Linked DNA regions of Anas platyrhynchos: region 2 is linked to region 1. A link is a contact called in public Hi-C data. All regions are on one chromosome and are shown on one strand. The core of a region is the stretch at or near the end of the contact, and the rest is flanking DNA. Distances in the headings are between cores, read along the strand shown.

Evidence for each region. A called contact is a pair of places that touch in the nucleus more often than the background predicts.
Region 2: a contact with region 1 is called in a Hi-C map of liver, with 4 times the contacts expected there. The contact joins two enhancer-like sites. A contact is called at or near these places in 3 of 8 Hi-C or Micro-C datasets (liver, skeletal muscle and subcutaneous adipose tissue).

The regions. Positions count from the first base shown.
Region 1 is chr1:139,104,428-139,107,127 of IASCAAS_PekinDuck_T2T, forward strand. It overlaps ATP10A (ATPase phospholipid transporting 10A (putative)), which reads left to right. Exons shown (of 21, transcript XM_038173183.2): 5 at 1-108; 6 at 2,369-2,502. Among named protein-coding and RNA genes, the nearest start is that of ATP10A, 70 kb to the left of the region's middle. Within about 2 kb of position 1,269, at least 4 of the 8 cell types and tissues checked have an H3K27ac peak or open chromatin away from gene starts, as enhancers often do.
Region 2 is chr1:139,166,245-139,169,056 of IASCAAS_PekinDuck_T2T, forward strand. No RefSeq gene overlaps it. Among named protein-coding and RNA genes, the nearest start is that of UBE3A, 76 kb to the right of the region's middle. Within about 2 kb of position 1,502, at least 1 of the 8 cell types and tissues checked has an H3K27ac peak or open chromatin away from gene starts, as enhancers often do.

The DNA of each region.
Region 1 (2,700 bases), core at 19-2,518:
ATAATAATGGACCCCGTTACAAGCGCAGTAAGCTTGAAAGACAGATGAATGCTGATGTCCTTTGGTGTATCCTCATACTTTTAATCATGTGTCTGTTTTCTGCCATTGGTAAGTACTCTTTAAAAATAGAAACTTAAGTATCAGGCTCACTTGGGATTCATGTACTTAGCTATACCAAGAATATGTGTATATGCCAGAGCATGAAATCCATATAGCTGCCTCCATACTATCCAATTTTGGTTGTGTTTCCTTGAAATCAAGATGTTTTGATACACAGTCCCATTTAAATAGTTTCTTAGTATCAATCAAATATATGCTATTAGTACCAGAGATCTGAATGTGTAGATTTTACCACCTCCAAAAATGTCAAGTCAAAAAGAAGCCACTTTATAAGCAGTGCCCTCAAAATTACAGGTGGTAGAGCATAACATGCCATTAATCAGTCAACAAAGTAATTTATGAGCAGAGAATAAACATAATTAGCACAGTTCTATTCCCCAGTACTGTTTATTAAATCAAGGGCACAGCGTACAACATTTATGCACTGTCCCTAAGGCGGCAGCTTTAAACCCAAAGAAATACATAAAAGTCTAAATCTGCATAAATCCAATTAGAAAACCCTCTAGACTTCCTGGAGTGTTTAAGGAAATGCTGAGGTTCAGGTTAATACTCTGCAGGCTGTTTTTCTATTCACTTGTGAGAAAGAATTGAGTTTTACATTTGGCACTCAAAATGATTGTTAATATATTGCATATGAATTCCATATCCTTCATGTTTGTGTGTTCTCTAATGTTTGTGTGTGAGTCATGCTGCAGAAACACCAGAATGTTTCCTAACAACCACCGTGGAGTTTAATAACAATCCTTTGCCTTTTTAATAAGTCTCAGTGTGCCTTTTTCCAGGTATTGTTAAATACTGCTTAAAGATGAGTTTTTCCAGCTGTGAATCAGTCAGGGTATTTGTTTCCACTGAGTTCAAGACACTCGTGTGTAGCATCTCAGCATGGGGGAGAAGTGCTGCAGTGGGCTTAATTGCAGGGAGTCCCTGCCTGCAGCTGTCCCCTCTGCCACTGCAGCAGAGGCGATGTCCCCAGAGCAGTGGCAGCAGGCTGTGTGCCACCGTGGCTTCACTACAGCTGTGACTCCTGGGCTGCATGAATGCAAATGGGAGGAGGTGGCACACGGTAGATGACACACGTGGCATCATCCGCTCTGGCACATCTGCTCTGAGGACAGAAACCACCAGCAGAGGGCCAAAGCAAACCGCTGGAGGTGGTAGCAGCCACATAAAGCTGGGAAGAGGTTTGCTCGAGTGCTTCAAAACCAGAGGTGCCTGGTGCTTCAGGCGTGCAAAGCTGCGTTCTGTAAGAGTCAGGCAACTTCTGTGCCTCCTGTTAAGACAGTGTAAGTGGAGGAAATCTGAATCAGGATATTTATAAAACAAGTCTTGATGTAGGTCATTCTAAGTGTGGGAGTTCAATTTTTGCTCTCAAGAATAAAAATATAGACATCAGTCCGATGATATGCTCGTATTGGTAGCACAAGGACAAAACAGTTTTCTTACTTGGCTTAAGTATTGTTTTTATTTTTCAAGAGTTCAATGCTGTTTTATTGTATCAAGATATAAAGGAAAGTGTAAAACCTAGTAAAATGTGCCTTTCAAAAGATTACTTTTAAAGTAGGCCTTTGTCCTCTTCTGCTGATTTTTAACATGCTGTGAAGATAATTTGAAGGCATATTATGGTGGGGGAATTATACTTTGGTTTTAACCCTAAAACATCAGGCAAACCACTTTAGGTCTTTTGGGGGTCTTCCAGAAGATACTGGCTGCAAATCCTAGCACTCTACTTAAAAAGGCAACTTTCTATCTTTAACAAGAATGTGCTTTTCCCAAAATAATAATATCCTTATTTTTATGTAGTTACCAGCATGATCGATAAAAAAAGGCTTTTGGCAAGACTCTAAATTTCTTCTGTTCTTAGTTCCTCAGCTTCACTGCTGTTGGCTCTGCTGCTACTCAAAGCTTAAACTAATAATTTAGACTAGCCAGATTGCTTGTTTTGGATAAAGTTACATGAAGTGACTCTTAAATGCCGTCCTTAATGCCAAACAAATACCTTTCCAAAATCTGAAGCCCCTGTAAAAATAATAATTAATAATAATAATAATAATAATAATAATAATAATAATAATAATAATAATAATAATAATAATAAAGTCTTTGGGACCACTTTCAAGACAGAGAGAGTAGCTGAAAACAAGTATCAATTTCCTGTGTAACTCATCTCACTCATCTCTAAGGACAAATTTGTATCATAAACCTTTTTTTGAGTTACTATGGATTTTTCTCTCTTTCAACTCTTCTACAGGTCATGGACTATGGGTATGGCAATATGGTGAGAAGAAGAAACCAGTTTTTGATGTTCCAGGGCCTGATGGCAAATACTTGTCTCCTGTTTTAGCTTCCGTGTATTTATTTCTGACAGCGATCATAGTTTTTCAGGTATGTGAGTTGTATATAACGTCACCTATGTTCATTCTGTAATAAAGGTATAAATGTGCAGTGTGTGTAGTGCCCTTTCTACAACTAAGGCATGTGAGAAGCTAATCAAGTACTAAAATTAATACTAAACATGTAGTCACTTTAAATTTTATCTACAGGGAATGTGATAATATATAACCAGAAATCTAAACCAAAGAA
Region 2 (2,812 bases), core at 252-2,751, 62 kb after region 1:
TTGCTCCATCCGGTCTGCCTGGATAACAGTGTCAAGCACATGCCTACCAATTCCCTTTTGCTGCTATAAATTTTTTACCCTACTTTGCATTCTGCCCGAGAGAGTAAGTCACAAAGATGGCACCTCCCATCTCATCCCAAATTCCTCTGCAAATTATATCCCACTTCCTGAAGCAGAAGCAGATTTCCACCTCGGCAAACCAGACAGCTGTGTCCTGAGGTGATGGTTTACATCCATGCAGAAAACCAGCACAAGAACTCAGGGGCCATTAAAGCCTGCAGAAGGGTCATGAGGACTTGGACTGTTGGATGAAACTGCCTGCTTGAGCACAGGCCTCTAGATAGGTGACATTTATTCCCCAAGATAAATCATATAGGCAGGCAGTGTGATCTGAAGCCAGGGGGAGCGCAGGATGAGCAGTGATGCTGTACAGTAAAACAAGCAGATGGACTCCTCTGGCAGACGGACTACCCAGGCATACACAGGATTTTACCAGTTTCTGGGGCTGGAGATGAGCACTGGGACACTTTCCCCACATCCAAGGCACGGAGTGTGATTCTCCTCTCGTGAGTCCTTGTGCCAGAGGACAGGAAATAACCCTCAGGGTCCTGGTTAAGAAAACCCCTGCATTTCATCCTGACCATATAGAGCAGGGTTAGGCCATAAGCAAAAACTTCTTAATTAGCTAGTGTATTAGGTTTACATTGCAAGGTTTTGGAAGTGAGGGGCTGCAGGGGTGGCATCTGTGTGAATAGCACAAAAGATGCACCATGTTAGACAAGGGCCAGTTTCTGCTGGCTCCAAAGATACCCTCCACTGGCCAGAGCTGAGCCAGGGAGCAATGCTGGGTGGGACACTGGGAGAGCAGGTTTAGAAAAGGGGAAAAAAAAAAAAAAAAAAAGGAAAAGAAAAAAAAAAAAAAAAAAACACTGCTGCACAACAGCAGCTGGGAGAGAGGACATGAGAGAAGAAACAGCCCTGCAGACCGCAAGGTCAGTGCAGGAGGGCAGGAGGAGCTCCAGGCAGGCAGCAGCAGTTCCCCTGCAGCCTGTGGAGAGGCCCCTGGTGGAGCAGGCTGTCCCCCTGCAGCCCATGGGTCCCACATGGAGCAGATCTCCACGCTGCAGCCCCCCCATGGGTGGAGGAGCCCCCGGTGGAGCAGGTGGATGTGGCCTGGAGGAGGCTGCGGCCCATGGAGAGCCCCCGCAGGAGCAGGCCCCGGGCCGGAGCTGCAGCCCGTGGAGAGGAGCCCACGCAGGAGCAGGGGTCTGGGGGGAGCTGCTGCCCACCCTTGGGGGACCCGTGCTGAAGCAGTTTGCTCCTGGGGGATGGATGGACCCCGTGGTACAGAGCCGTGTGGGAGCAGTGCTTGAGGAGCTGCTGCCTGTGGGCAGCCCCCACGGGCTCAGTTTGGGAAGGACGGCATCCCGTGGGAGGGACCCCATGTGGAGCAAGGGCAGGGAGTGGCCATGAAGGAGCGGTGGAAACAAAGCGTCAGGGACTGACCACAGCCCCCATTCCCCATTCACCTGTGTCACTTGGGGATTGGGAGGGTAGAAGAGAGTGGATGGGGCAAAGGAGTTTTTAGTTTGTTTTTTGTTTGTTTGTTTGTTTGTAACTGCTCTAGCTTTTTAGTAATAGGTAATAAATTATATTAATCTCCTTATGCTGAGTCTGTTTTGCCTGTGACAATAACTGTTGAGTGATCTCCGTATCCTTATCTCAACCCGTGAGTCTTTTCCATTGTGTTTTCTCCCCCTTTCCCTCTGAGGAGGGGGAATGAGAGAGCATGGGGGGGAATGTGGTGGAGCTCAGCTGCTTGACTGGGTGAAACTACCACAGCCAGTCACTAACAGAGTGGGTGATACTAATAAAGGGAGGACTAAAGGCCTTTTGTGCGCTTTTCTGAGGTTTGATGAGTTGTTTTACAGATGGGGATAGAGACGCAGAGAGCCCCTTATCTTTGACATTAACACTGAGAGATAGCAACGTGTCACAGGGATACTAATTCAGCAAGGATAACCTTGCAAAAGGAAAGACAGCAAATAGAAGAATTGCATGAATGTTCAAAGCACAAGCAAAAATTAAGGATTAGTTTATAGGCACAAGGTTGTACACTATTTTTTCTGTTAAACACTCAGCAATGACTTCTCAGTGTGACATCAGCTTTATATCAAGGCCAAACAAAGACAAACACTGCAAAACACAGGCAGGATTACTATTTTTTCAGAGCCTACTCTTTGTGACAGGTTAAGCCATAATTTTGCTGTAACTCATTCCATCCCTGAAGTTGCTGACATTTATTATGGTGCTTTGAAGCATTGGTATACCCAAGGATTTTGAAACATTAGATTTGGCATGCCACATTAGTTCATCAGCTCCTTCCACAGCAAATCCACAATGTGGTGGCTGAGGGCATGGCAGCTGCATGGTGCCAAAACCTGACCTGCCCTCCAAAGCCCTATATTTTGTTAGCAGGTGCACTGAGCCCCTGTTAGCTGTGTCCATCCATTAAAGGAGCAGAAATGTTGCCTGTAGTTGATTGTCTAACTACAAGGAAACAGAGATGTGGCAAATGTGAGACACCAACATAGTCCTACAGTGGGTGCAAGTCGCAAGAGGAGGTCTCAAAGGACTCCCATACATGTGGATGATGCTCTCTGTGAATGGTTCCTGGGAGAGGTGAGCACCCAAAGGAATAAGAATAAAATCCCAAGGATTTAGTAGACAGCTGCTTCCTTGAGAAAAGAACAAACAGAAGAGGCATGTCCTACCCATTGCAGGGTCTCAGGAGAAAGAAGCCAAGACCCTT